Linked DNA regions of Mus musculus: region 2 is linked to region 1. The links are chromatin contacts, called in public HiChIP or PLAC-seq maps. All regions are on one chromosome and are shown on one strand. The core of a region is the stretch at or near the end of the contact, and the rest is flanking DNA. Distances in the headings are between cores, read along the strand shown. Region 1 holds the start of Gigyf2 (GRB10 interacting GYF protein 2). Region 2 overlaps Gigyf2 (GRB10 interacting GYF protein 2).

Region 1 (7,084 bases), core at 2,356-4,855:
GCACCACCATAACTATGTCCTCTAGCTGCAAAGCTCCAATCACACTCTGCCTTGGAATTCCTATCTTCACATGACTTTGAAGCAAGTCTACTATTATTTTTCATACAGTCAATCTATCAGCAAAATAAAGCTCCGAAAGTCAAAATACTAAAATTTATCAGGTAAGTTAAAATAAAAAGTTATTAAATTGTCCATTTATGAATATGAAAATACGCTGGAAGGCCCTCAGAAAAAAGTCCCCAGCCTACTAAGCAACAAATTAATTTGAAATCTAGCTTATAAGGTAAAAAAAGAAAAATAGAAAACATTCTACACAAGCAAAATGATAAAAGGGATCTCCACAGAAATTAGGAGAGCCCATTAGAACTAGGCTGGACTGTATAGAAGTAAAAGAAACTCTTCACTAACCAACTGTGGATAACCTGGGTTAATATACTGATTCATTTGATTATACTCCTTAATCACCAGTGCCTGAGAACAGTTCCTCACTTCCAAATATTCTGAAATTTCTATTCTTTTTTTTGTTTAGGCAGTACTGGGGATTCAACCTGGTCATCAGGCATGCTAGGCAAGTGATCTAAGCCTAAGCTATATTCCTAGCTCTTCTGAATCTTAGTTACCACGTTACCAGGTAGTCCCTGAGTTTGCAAAATGTCCTAGTCAATCATGAAGCTGGGATATCCTTCTTTAAAAGCCATTTCTTGCCAGGCAGTGTTGGTAAACATCTTTAATCACAGTGCTCAGGAGGAAGAGGCTAGCCTGGTCTAGAACAAGTTCCAGGACAGCCAAGGCTACATCAAGAAGCCCTGTCTGGAAAAATCAAAAACAAAAAAACAAAACCAACAAAACAAAAAGCCATTCCTTTTAAAAAGCATTTCCAGGCAGTCTAACACCAATCACATCTAAAAACTTACTTTTAAGAAATCCATTATAATTCCTGAAATAGATGAACATCCCGAGTTTTCCAAATGAACGGGAAAGGAGGGATCTTGGCTCAAGTCTATAAAACCTGATTTTCTTAAGACTTTTCCATAGATCTCAGAAACTGGGGAGACTGAGGTAAGAGAAGGGCAATTTCAGGTCAGCCTGGATTGCTCGCACACACACTCCAGCTGGGCATGGTAGTGCACGCCTTTGATCCCAGCACTTGGGAGGCAGAGGCAGGCAGATTTCTGAGTTCAAGGCCAGCCTGGTCTACAGAGTGAGTTCCAGGACAGCCAGGACTACACAGAGAAACCCTGTCTTGGAAACACCCCACCCCATCCCACCCAAAAAAAAAAAAAGACTCCAGAGCAGTGAATGGTCCACCTCATCTTCCTGCCAAAGAGGTGGGTAAATACATCTGATCAGTTTCTTTCAGTCTCCCCAGACTAGTTAGCCTCAGTCCTCTTCCTAGCAAGCCTTAGATAGGTCCCACCTAAGTTTTATCTTCTCATCTCAGGATCTTTGCCCTCTTTTCCTCTTGGTGAAGGACCCTGCCCTCTACCTATCAGGTGTTTCCTCAAATTTTAGCTTACCTGTAAAGTCTCCTCACAGGACTAAATTTAAAAATTAACCCTTCCCACAATTGTTATCCAGTCCCCCTATCTCTCTTCTTTTTCTTTTTCCCGTTACTCCTACATAAACAGATGGTCCCTACACAGAAATGTTCAACTTAACAAGAGTTTGCACTCTACTATGAGGTAAAAACAATATGGACTCAGTAGAAATCATTCTTCATATTTCTAATTATGATTTCTTCCTGAGTTAACAATATGTATGTAGTACAATACTCCCTGGCATTGCTGGCTAGGACCAGAGAGTCACAAAATCACATAAAATCTAACCATACAAGCGGGAGATGATCAAGATTCTATAGGAGGCTTTGCTGTTATTAATGGGCAGCAGACTGATAGCTTTAAATGCAATTTCAGCTTACATACTTCAACTTTCAATCAATTTAAGGGACACAGCCCAATCATCACATCAAGAAGTATTTGTATATTTTTACTTAAGTATTTAGATGTCCAGAAGTGAGCGCAACACAAACAGAAATGTTTGTCCCTCAGCATTCACACTACATACTGTAGTACTTGTAGTCAAACAGAAAAGAAAGGAAAAGACAAGAATGGCAGCATACAGTACATAATCTCTTCTTCCCCAGCCACAAAACTCTAAATCCTTTGTCAAGTACCAAAAAAGGTATGGTCTTTTTCTTTCTAGCAAATCACCAACATCTTCAACGTTGGTATTTTTCCAGACATATGTCACTTCTAAATGTTTTCCTAGTGTCTTCTTATGTGACAGTGAAGTACATATCCCAGTCTAGGCAATCTAAAAGCTGCTACATTAGGGAAATATCATTAAATGAAGACAAAGTATATGTTCTAACCAAAAGGAAAAATTCTGCCAGTCAGAGCCACAAAAAAGGATGAAAACTCATGTACAAAAAGTAGGATAATAGTTTTTGTAATTTAGGAAGTCATTTGTTACTAAAGAGGAGTAACTACATAAGGAAGACTACAATCCCTGTATACAACACTCTGAAACATAATTACCTATAATTCAAGGTAGATGGGACTAGGTGGGAAGCCATCACTGATTGAGTCCCTTCATTTCTTAAGTTATGTTGGAATACTTACCTTCCTAATAGAACCACTAGGTGTGTTTAAGTGCTTTGACTTTCGAGAAAACTGGAGGTGAGGGGAGACCGTACTAGATAAATGCAAAGCAACGTTACTGCTTCCCAAACGCGGTCACACAATCAGCTCCTTTCACACCCTTCCTTACTTGCTGGCTTGATTTATATTTCAGCTACAAAACCAAAGTGTTCAAGAGTGCTTCGTGGGAAACTGCTTGCCCATTTCAAGCCGGTATGAACATTCGGGTCCCCGGGGCTGCCCGGGGCTCTACTTTCCCAAGCCTCTCAGTCCCAGGATCAGATCATGACTCCACCTTGCCTGGGGCCTGCTCAAGACCAGTCCTCCAGCCCTAGAAGCAGTCTTCCCCAGTCCAGATGCTCGGTGGAGAAGGCAAGGGCGCACCTCCCTGGGGCAGGTGCGGGCAGGAGCGCCGGCAGGAGCAGCTGTCGGCTCGCAGCAGCTGTTAGCCGGGGTACCCCGAGGCTGTGCGGGCGACCAGCCCCGAGGAGCGGGCAGCGGAAGGCGAACCCTCCGGCCTGACACTGCCCACCCCGCCTCCCGCCTCCTCTCCTCGGCTTCCCCCGCGATGCCACGGGGGCGAAAGCAGGGGGCTGCCCTCGGCCGGGACGCTCCCTGGACTGCCGGGACCCTCGCACGGGAGGAGGCTCCTGCTGACCTCGCACCTGCCCTGTCCCCAGGTCTGACGCCCCCAGCCGGCAGCGGCCGTGGCCGCTGCCGGGCAGCCTGAGTGTGTCCATGCGGCCGGCTCGGGCCGGAGCGGCGGGGACGCGACGGTGGGCGCCGGGCCACGGCAGCTCGGGGCGCTATGGCGGGGACTGGGCGCGGGATGGCCGCGGGCAGGGGAGACACACACCGAGCCACTGGTTACCTGCGGTCCGGGACAGGAGTCTCTCAGAACCCAAGTCAATCCTCAGCCTCAACAACACAAGATGGCCGACACGTCGCCACGCACGTCACGTGACCCCGCGCGCCGCGCCGCCCCCCGCCCCGCCTACATCCCCGCCTCACTCCCTCCCTGCTCTCCAGCTTCCCACGACATCGTTCCCTTCCTCGACGGCCTGCCCCTCCCCTCGGACACGCCCCTCCCTGAGACCCGGATGCAGGGCCGGGCGAGGACGGAGCCTGAGTAGCGCAGGCGCACAGTGGGGCCTTTGGCTGCATCTCCTATGGCCCTAGAGTTGAACTGGTGTCCCTAATTGGAGCCTGGCCAGAGGCCCTATGACTCACCGTCCGATGCACCCAATCCAGTGCCCGGTTGCAGTACAAAAATCTCCACATCATTTATGAGCTGGTTTTCCAAGCTAGAACTTTTCCACAGCATTTGGTCTAGCATTTTCCTGCCAGTTGGTCCATCATGGGGCAAATGGTAAAGCTGAAATTCAAAGCAGTTTCCTTTCTTATAGAACTGGAAATTCATCCTGGAGTACTGGAATGTGACAGCTGGGAAGGTTTTAAAAGTTCCTACACCTAGCCAGGCAGTGGTGGCTCACACCTTTAATCCCAGCACTTGGGAGGCAGAGGCAGATCGATTTCTGAGTTCAAGGTCAGCCTGATCTACAGAGTTCCAGGACAGCCAGGGCTATACAGAGAAACCGTGTCTCGAAAAACTAAAAAAAAGTTACTACACCCTTCCACTACATGTGGACCTACAACCCCCTTATATATACTGCCTTCCCATTTTAGGGTTGCGAGATAACGAATAGTAAACCCGGCAATACAGAATACAGGAAATTAATCTGCTGTCTTTCTGAAACTCATGTTTAGCTGGACATACTATATACTTTGATTTGCTAAACCTGGTACATCTACCATTTCAAGTCACCCGGGTCTTTCTGGGACCATTAGTCTTTTCCTGCCTTTCTACTACCTTTGGTGTTTGGGATCCACTCAGTTTCACACAATCACTGCAAAATATCCTCCAGCATTTATCATAGGTCTTCCCATCAACATAAACTTAAGTTTCAGAACACAGTGGCAGACTCCCAACCTAGTCGTTTGGGAGCCCTGGATTCAACACTTGGAAAAAAAATACACACACACACACACACATACATACATACATATATATATATATATATATATATATATACCAACTTCCTCCTCTGCCTCCCTTCCTGAGTCTTGATTCCCTTTCAAAGAGAGACTGTATAAAAGAGCATTAAATTCAGAGAATGATCATTAATCTTGACTGTGATCATTAATCTTGACTGTCAACATGATGGGATTTGGATTCATCATGGAAACAAATATCTGAGCAAATTTATGAGAGATTATCTAGATTATGTTATTTGATGTGGGGAAACCCGAGAGTAGGTAAAGTGGAAAATACCATTCCATTCCATAAGCTAGAATTCTATAGTGTATAAGACCTAAGTGAAAAAGCTACACAGAAACATTCAAAGGTTCCATCAGTCTCAACTTCCTGACCTTGGAAGCAATGTGACTACTCCCAAGGTGGACCATACTCTTGAATTGTGAACCAAAATAAGGCCTTTGCCTCTTAAGCAAATTCTTTTGGGGTATTTTATTACAGCAACAGGAAAGGTAGCTAATACATGGGGAGAGAACAAAGGAAAAGGAAAATATGGATGACACCAGATAAGTTCAGCAGCATGAAAGTCTGAAGGGCCCATTGAAGAGCTGTATTACTGCCAGCTTCCGGTGTTGCTGACCCTGATGAGCAAGGATATGCTCTCAAGAAAAGGTGTCTTTAATTTGGTTTGGTTTGGTTGGTTGGTTGATTTTTCAAAACAGGGTTTCTCCACAAAGCTCTGGCTGTCCTGAACTCATTCTGTAGACTAGGCTGCCCTTGAACTCACATTGCTCTGTCTGCCTCTATCTCCTATGTACTGGGGCTGAGACATGTACCGCCATTACCTGGCTCACAATGAAAATTTAAGCAGGAACTCAAAGCAGAAAACATGGAAAGGGTTGCTTACAAACTTGTTCCTAGGCCCACTTCTTACAAGTATTCTTAGACAACCCAGGACTGCCTGCCCAGGGATTTTGCTGCCTGCAGTGGGCCAGGCCCTTCTACATTAGTTAACAACCTGGGCAATCCCCTATCAACAAGCCCACAGGCCAATCTAATTTAGGCAGTTCCTCAATGGGAAACCCATTCCTCTCAGATGACTCTGGGCTGTGTCAAATTGACAATTAGGGTTAATTAGAATACTGCCTTGAGTTTAAACCACAAGAAGAGGCCCATGTGTGTGGCTTTTTCATCAACAGTCCCAACTGAAGCCTCAGCCAACAGCTAGCATCAACAGCCAGAAGAGTGAGTGGAAAAAACCACTAGAGGAATCTGGCCCTGCCAGTCCGGTCATCCCAGGGCACCAAAGCCCAAGACATCATGAAGGAGAGACAAGTACCTTCATGGCACTTTGTCTGAATTCCTGATCTATTGACTCCTTCAGCATAATAAAATGGACATTTGAAGCCATTATGTCTTGCAGTAATTTGTTTACAGCAACAGAGTCTGGAACATCATGATTATGGATTAAATTGTGTCTCCCAAAAAGGTAAGCTAAGACATCCTAACCCCCAAGTACCTCAGAAAGTGACCTTATCTGAAGACCGGTCTTCATAGGCTACTCAAGATAAAATAAGATGAGTTAGGGTAGGCACTAATTTAACATGCCTGGTGCCCTGAAGAAAATAGGGAAATAAAGCCAGGCCTATAATCTCTGTGCTCAGGAAGATGAAGCAGGAGGATCACTATGAGTTCAAGGTCACTCTGAACTATATAGTAAGACTGTCTTTCAAAACTCGTGGTGGTAGGGGAGCATTGGACAAAAATACACACAAGGAGATTATCATTTGAAGATGAGGGCAGAAGTAAGGGTGATGTTTCTACAAGCTAGTAACACCAAAAATTGCTGGCAACCAGTGAGAGAGGCATGGGACAGAGTTTCTTTCACCGCCACCGAAGTCAACCTACAAACAATTTGACATCCAACTTCCAAAACAGACTTGTCTTAGTTGCTTTTCTATTGCTGTGAAAAAAAAAAAACACACACACACACACACCATGAACAAGGCAACTTACTAAAAGAAAGCTTTTAACTGGACTTACAGTTTCAGAAGGTTATAGTCGATGATGGCAGAGCAAAGGCATGGCACTACGAAATGTTAGAGCTCACATCCCAATCCACAAACAAGAAGTTGAGAGAGGATGATAGAGAATATTTGAACCTGTTCCTAGTTGTGTTGTGGCTCAGTCCTTAGCATACTCCTTTAATCCCTCTGGCTGGAATACAGACACACCCTTAGTACTCACCTTTAATTCCAAACAATGAAGTTAAAGTGAGTTTGTAGAAAAAAACATGGGAAGCACCCATGTTTGAAAGTCATGTCTAATTGAGTAGCAGAAAAAGTGATGAATTGGAGAAAGAGTAGACAGAATAGGATCTGCCCAAGGAAAGAGAAGCTACTTAAGGGAG
Region 2 (6,846 bases), core at 2,433-4,932, 51 kb before region 1:
TTACCCTCTTTTGGCTCACTGGGGTAATTTAGATCTAGTAATTCCTGCCCTGAGGTGTAAGGTAATTGCTGACTAACATGAAGCCGAGGTCATCTGAAAGAAGCCTGAGTCGTTCCCCATACTTTCAACTCTTTAATATATTTATATAAAGCTGCATTTTCTACTGTTAAGTTTTCATTTCATTAGACTTGGCTTTTTGTTACACCTTAAATCTGATCTTAAGTTAAAATTTCCCTACTCTACAGACTACTTCCCTCTGAGCAATGAGTGATCAGCAGCTAACAATATCCTCCAAAGAAAACATTAGCACCTGCACAAGGCCTATGACATAATTAGGGCCTCGATATTTGTTGAAGGAATAAATGAGTTCAAAGACTTTAAGATATTATCTTCTCATTATATTTGGGGAACTATGGAATATGAAAGATTAGAATAAACATGACCTTCTGATTTTGAATTCTGTACTAACTACCCTTATTACCTCTCCACAATCAAAGGCAAAAGTGCTGAGTCACTGCCTTGAAGAGATACTCAGCAGTAAGTACCGCTTGCTGCTCTTCCAAGGATCCTAAGTCCAGTTCCCAGCACCCACACAGAGTAACTCAACAACCACCTGTAATGCAAGGTCCAAGGGATCCAACCACCCCTTCTGGCCACAGTGGGGGGCACGTGTGCATGCATGCACACACACATTATACACACAAAGAGAACCAAATACACATAAAAATGTTTTTAAAGTACTGAATCAGATCGGGATGGGAACAAAGGTCCTAACAAATTCTCTCCATGAAGCCCTCACAAAAATGGGTAAAGTATGTTAATAAATTACCTAACCAAATCCACATTTCTTCATGCAACACTCATTTAATGTCATTTCAATGAGAACCAAGATTTTCCAATGGTATGTTAATAGACTTTAAATAACAAATATGTTTCAGTGAGGTTTACATGTTTCATGAGGAAACAATGAAATCAAGCTGATTATTCTAACTTCCTTGTTTTCAAAACCATGTACATTCAATTTAGTCTGTGATCAGTGTTTGTAGAGTCAGCATGTTTATGAGACACGTTAATCACTATCAGATATTACCATACTCTGTAGGACATTTTTGTTTTTTGAAGAAATTTAGAAACTGAAAATTTTCAAACTTATACCAATACTGTTAACTGGTACTTTTTATTTTTTTCACCAAATATCAATGTAGACTGCCAATTTATCAGTCAGAAAGCCCATCATAACATTACAAATTGACTAAATTATCATAAATACTCACAAGGAAAATATATCTACAGAAAGAAGACAGCTAGGCTGGTGAGATGGCTTGCAAGTAAAGGTGCTGCTGAGTTTGAACCCCAGAACCCACATGAAGGTTTGACAGAACCAACTCCACAGCCTTCCCAGGCATTGCGAGGTGTGTGTCCCTACCTCCATATACATAGCCTGCACACATACACAATAAAAGAAATAGTCCAATCATTGATTAAGGAAAGAATATTCAGTCTCAGCCTTTGCCTCCTCAGACAAAAGCCACATCTTCCCTATTCTAACCTACATACTCTCCATGATAATAAACAAGTGATCAAATTACTTCCTAATTTAGAATTTCAATCCCACAAAGAGCCTTACTGAAAAAGGCATGCCTTAAAGAAACACAACCCTAAAACATTGAGTATGTCTTAATGGTTGTATCCATCACTCCAGGTCTCACCACAGGACTCTGAATCAGTGTTACAGCTCCATCTACTGGATCCATGCATGTAACAGTTAATCTGTACTGCTAATGATCCTTCCCAATGGGCCTTGTTAGCACCAATACCAGGAGAGTGCAGGAGGTATTTCAAAACAGTAAGATCCTTACCTACATCTTTTCTTCCTGGTTTTTCAAAGCGCCTGTCACCCCTAAAAAGACAAAATAAATTTCAAAAACACCTTAAAAACAACATAGATTTCCTATCATGATACTCCTTTCCTGCAGTCCCTTTAGCAGCAGATCTGCCAGTTAGTATTTAGAAAATATAGGAAAGCAATGATGAGAACAAAAATTCCACCTGGCCACCTACCAAACCTTAGCTCCCAATGACTAGAATATTATTATTTTACCTGGAAACATTACAGACCATGTTATATATACTACCTTGGCAATATTTTCCCACATTTGTGGTTCTGAGTACTAAACCTCAGGGTGCTGAGCAAGACAGCCACCACTGTTACAACCTTAACCCTTCTACCCTTATTTTGAGATCAAGGCTCATCCTTAACTGTAAGAATTATATATTATGTTTTATTGTACAGAAATTTCAGGAAAAGCAGAAAAGGGATAAGTTCTGTGTTTTCAAAATGTTCTTTCTTGAGGGAAGGCCAGGGGCTAGAGAGGAGACAACACTCCCACCCAACTTCTGTGATTCTCTAGGTCACACCATGCAGCCCATTTTGGTCTGGAACTCATGATTCTTCTGTCTTGGCCTCCCAAGTGTTAGGATCACAGGAACACGCAACCCTGTACCACTCATGAAAGGAACGCGGTGTGCTTTGTTTTGTTTGGAGTACTGAGGGCTGAACCTCCCTAGAGAGCTACCAATGGGTTAGAATCCTAGCCATTTTTTTCCATTTTTATTTTGAGTTCAGAAGTTTGCTAAATTGTGCAGGATAGCCAGTACTCCAGAATCTCCTTCCTCAGCCTGTCAAATAACTGGCACACAGGCAAGTCCTATAGAATACCACTAGGGTGAGTTTTATAGACCAGCAAATGCTTAATTACATTACAATCTCAACACTTTAGTTACCTTTCTTCCCAGCTCTGTGATCTATGCATTTCCCTGCCACCTCCTCGCCCAAACACACCCTCTACTTCATCAAAACTTCTTTGGTAGAAACCACATTCACCTCTACCTCTGCCTGAAAATAAGAAAACAGGGGGAGGGGAAATAGTTAGAAACCAACATCCAACAAGTATGTTCAACACTGAAGGTTAATCTCTATGAAGTTCTATCTCTCTGTACACTTCAAGACGGCCACATTTAAGTATTTAGCAAGACATAATGGCTCTGATAGAACTGAACTGGGGTATGAAAAAAATAAACCAACCACTCGTGAAGGAATCCCAGTCCTGAACAATACACAGCACCAACAGGAAACTCATCAGTGACGAGGTCCACAGTGGCGTCTACCAAGGCTAGTACACCATTATAAATTGAATGTTTTCATGGATTGTTTTCAATAACTACTGGGGAAATCTTACTATGGGGAACTTCTAGAGAGAAACTCTAGTAGGAAGTGTCAATCACGATAAAATTCCTTTATCCAATTCCAGAAAAAAGATAGCAGAAGTGAACTGAACAACTGTAGGACTGCGAACTATATTCTTACAGGATAAAAAGAATCCTTCACTGAGGTAAGGAAAATTAGCAACACTAAAGTCATTCCGCAGAGTAGTTGGAGTATAGGGACTTAAAAGCTTTGCAAATCAAATGTTAGCAGGCTTCTAATGAAGGCCATCTGGTTAACTATCAACCTGTGACTCTGCTCAGAATCTATCCCAGTAGAAACATTTTTACAGAGTCAAGTGGGGTGGAACATGCCTATAATCTCAGCATTTGGGGCTGAAACAGAGAACTGACAGCTCAAAGCCAGCTTGTGTTACATCAAGAATGACTCAAAAAGCCTAAGAAAGATGAAAAGGACCGAAAGGGAAAGAAGAAAAAAAGAACAAAAGGGAAGGAGAGGGAGGCACTCACAAGTATGTAAACCATCATGCAATGCATACAGTTTCAACCAGTGATAAGACTTACTATAACCACTCACTGTTCAACCACATTATAATGGAGTTGAAAACTCTGAAGTAACTAGAGACTTATTTGTGATGGTGCTGGTCTAAAGAAATCTACTGAACTGCCAGTCACTTAAAAACATGGCATATTTGCCAGCATGTAGTACACAGTATGTGATTGTGACAATGAAAAGTTATTTATTTGAGGATATATTATATTTTCAAGTGTACTTATTTTAAATTTACTATAAAACAATATCCCATTTATACCACAAGCAACAGCATATATCTTGTAATCATTGTCTTTTAACTGTATCTGGAGGCCAAACCAAGTAAATAACCTAAACCATATAAGCCTGTGTAAATTATAATGTTCATATATCAATGAAAATAAAATAACCTAATGAGGCTCGCGTCTTGTTAAATAAGGCATGACACATATTTGTATGAAAACGAACACTTGAATTTCAAAACACTAGAAACAACCTAATAATAGTTGGCTAAATAAATTCTGATGAAACATCCCAGAACAATACAAATCCACATAACTAAGGCACTAATGTTAACTCAGACCTGTGCTACTGAATGACAAAAGCATACTCAAGTGGGGGGGGGGGGTGATATTGTGATGTTGTCCATACTGCTGCACAGCTAAGAGTGACTGAGACACATGCAGATATGTATGTAGCACGCACTTTCAGCTTTGGACATTCTGTAGTTTACTCAATGAACATGTGAACAGTACTGACACAAATGAAGAAACTAGAGGAGGCATGGGAGTTTGGGGTGCATTTATAACAAAAAATACCTTAGCAGCTATCCCAAACTTAACTTCTCCCATAGATCAAAATGATCAGAAGAAAATGATAAAGCTTTATTTTGTGTATGGTGCTAGGTACCAAACAGAGCACAATGCAAATGCTAGGCAAAAGCTCTACCACAAAAAATACACCTCTAACCCGAAAATAATATATTCTGAATGAAACATCCAATGAAGCAAGTGAATTCAAGTACCCATGCACTTCATCATAACCTATCAGGAACTGACTCAGATTACAGGAATACTTCCATGACTCTTACAAAATACTGAAAAAAATTATATAATATATATTAGGATATTCTCTTGACTAGACTAGTATCCACTTTGTCTATAAAATAAAAGTGAAAACTACAGTTTAACTCTAACAATCACAAAGTTATCTTCCAGGTTCATTACTTTTAAGTCAACCTAAAGTCAACTTACAGTTTAAGTAGCTTTCTCCCTCTGCCCTACATTCAGAATATGTATACATTTTATTTAAAATCCTAAAATAATTTAATAGTAACTACTCTAACGCGAAAATATTCCTCCACAACAGTGACTTTAGGATAAGGAACAAATCCTCTCCTTTTTCAAGATTAATTTTGTCCAGACTAGATAGATGGTCCAGCAGTTAACTGAATGGACTGAGTTTGGCACCCAGTATCCACACCACGTGGCTACAACTGTTTAATTCCAACTACAGAGGATCCAGTACCTTCTTCTGGTCTCTTACACCACCTGAACACAAATACACATTCCCACACATAAATGTAATTTTTAAAAATAGTATTTATTCCAGCACTTGGGAAGCAGAGGCAAGTGAACTTCTTGAGGTTCAGTCAGCCCAGTCTACAGAGTAAGTTCCAGGACAGCCACAGAGGCTACACAGAGAAACCCTTGGGGGGGGGGGGGGTAAACTCCAGAAAACCTATTCTGTAGAACCACTTTGAGAAAAACATTTTAGTCTTGACCAAAACCATTAAGTCTTGGAAGACTGGGGGGTGGGGGGTGGGGGGAGAGATCAAGAAAAATACATATAATGGATTTTGGGTTTTGCAATTCTGACTACCTCCAGCCCTGCTTGTGTGGTGGAAGCTTTACTGCTAAGTCAGCATTAGAGAAACCAGATTCTAGATTTTTCCACATTTAAGTCATCTATAAATGTGGTTCACATGCACAAGAACAAGCAGAAAAACATGTAATCAGCCTATTCAACTTGAAGAATTGTACTATTACCTGAAAGCTTACCCTATTCTTTAAGGAGAAAATATGCTTCCTAACAATGCCACTGGTACAATTGACAGTATATGTATTCTTTCTAACATCCAGACGACATAAAAAAGAAAGATAATGCAATAGTACATAGCCCCTTGTTCTCTTAAACATTACGAGGTCAGGATATCTTTAAGTCTAGAAACCAATAGATTTGCATATGAGTTTTTCCTTGAGTTGGAAAGAGATTCTACAATCCAAAGAAAAGTCACAGTAATCAATATTTAACCTGAGAGGTAAAATTAAGTAAAAACCCAAAGACACAAGTATTACAGGCCATTGTGACTATGGCATTCCAAGTATTTTCACAAAGGTAAGAGCATCCATTTGACAAGTTCTGTACCCTTCAACATTAGCACACTAATTTACTTGTATGTCACAACATATGGGCTTTATGCAAGCTCTGGTTACAAAAACTCTAACTTCAAAGAAACAAACAAACAAAAAGACAACTCATCGACCCCTCACTTGTTCCTTCTACCTGTTGTTGCTCTGGGGTACTGTATTTGTTAGGCGGGGGCCACAGGTTAGTTGTTGTTGCTCTAGAGGGTGCCTAATGTAGCTCAGGCTAGCCTTAAACTGTCAATATAACTAAAATTTGGGCCTGAACTACTGAGCCTCCTGACAGCAATCACCAAATGCTGGGATTGCAGGCGTACATTACCACACCCAGATCTGCTCCCTTCTAAATACGTAAGGTTTTTTTAAGGCCTACAGAGAACAGGTGGAGGATGTGTGTGGTCTGCACTCTTAATTAAGGAAACTTTTCTCTGGCTTGACCTGAAGAGCACAGGAAACAAAGCTTTCAGAATTAAATTTCTTCTCACCGCCTCCCACAAGAGGAAGCAAGGGAAATGTCCACAGGGAGACCAGACCCATGACCAGTCAGTCCCATTTCCAAAACACTGCCATATACCAATATGCACATCTCCCAGACAATGAGCATGTTGGCATGGCTTGTGATGAAGACATGCCTAGCTCTCACCAACTCAATGTCTGTGGCAA

What was found. HiChIP or PLAC-seq counts read pairs in DNA pulled down with a chosen protein or histone mark.
Region 2: a BATF HiChIP or PLAC-seq map of CD8 T cells shows a contact between it and region 1, with 12 read pairs. The contact joins the enhancer-like site here to the promoter of Gigyf2 in region 1. A contact is called at or near these places in 10 of 39 promoter capture datasets (the 3T3-L1 cell line, 3T3-L1-derived adipocytes, cranial neural crest and 6 more), 1 of 15 datasets of contacts at CTCF or cohesin (CD8 T cells), 2 of 484 Hi-C or Micro-C datasets (the G1E-ER4 cell line and Th1 cells), 16 of 115 datasets of contacts at active chromatin or transcription factors (the 230-238 cell line, CD8 T cells, the HPC-7 cell line and 11 more) and 4 of 9 other capture datasets (adipose tissue, embryonic stem cells, liver and 1 more).

What each region holds. Positions count from the first base shown.
Region 1 is chr1:87,323,519-87,330,602 of GRCm38.p6, reverse strand. It overlaps Gigyf2 (GRB10 interacting GYF protein 2), which reads right to left and starts at 3,605. Exons shown (of 29, transcript NM_146112.4): 1 at 3,511-3,605.
Region 2 is chr1:87,375,022-87,381,867 of GRCm38.p6, reverse strand. It overlaps Gigyf2 (GRB10 interacting GYF protein 2), which reads right to left. Exons shown (of 29, transcript NM_146112.4): 7 at 2,785-2,896; 8 at 1,860-1,900. Among named protein-coding and RNA genes, the nearest start is that of Kcnj13, 16 kb to the left of the region's middle. Within about 2 kb of position 3,682, at least 15 of the 459 cell types and tissues checked have an H3K27ac peak or open chromatin away from gene starts, as enhancers often do. A contact at or near this core is called in CD8 T cells, Th1 cells and memory CD8 T cells, where this site is marked.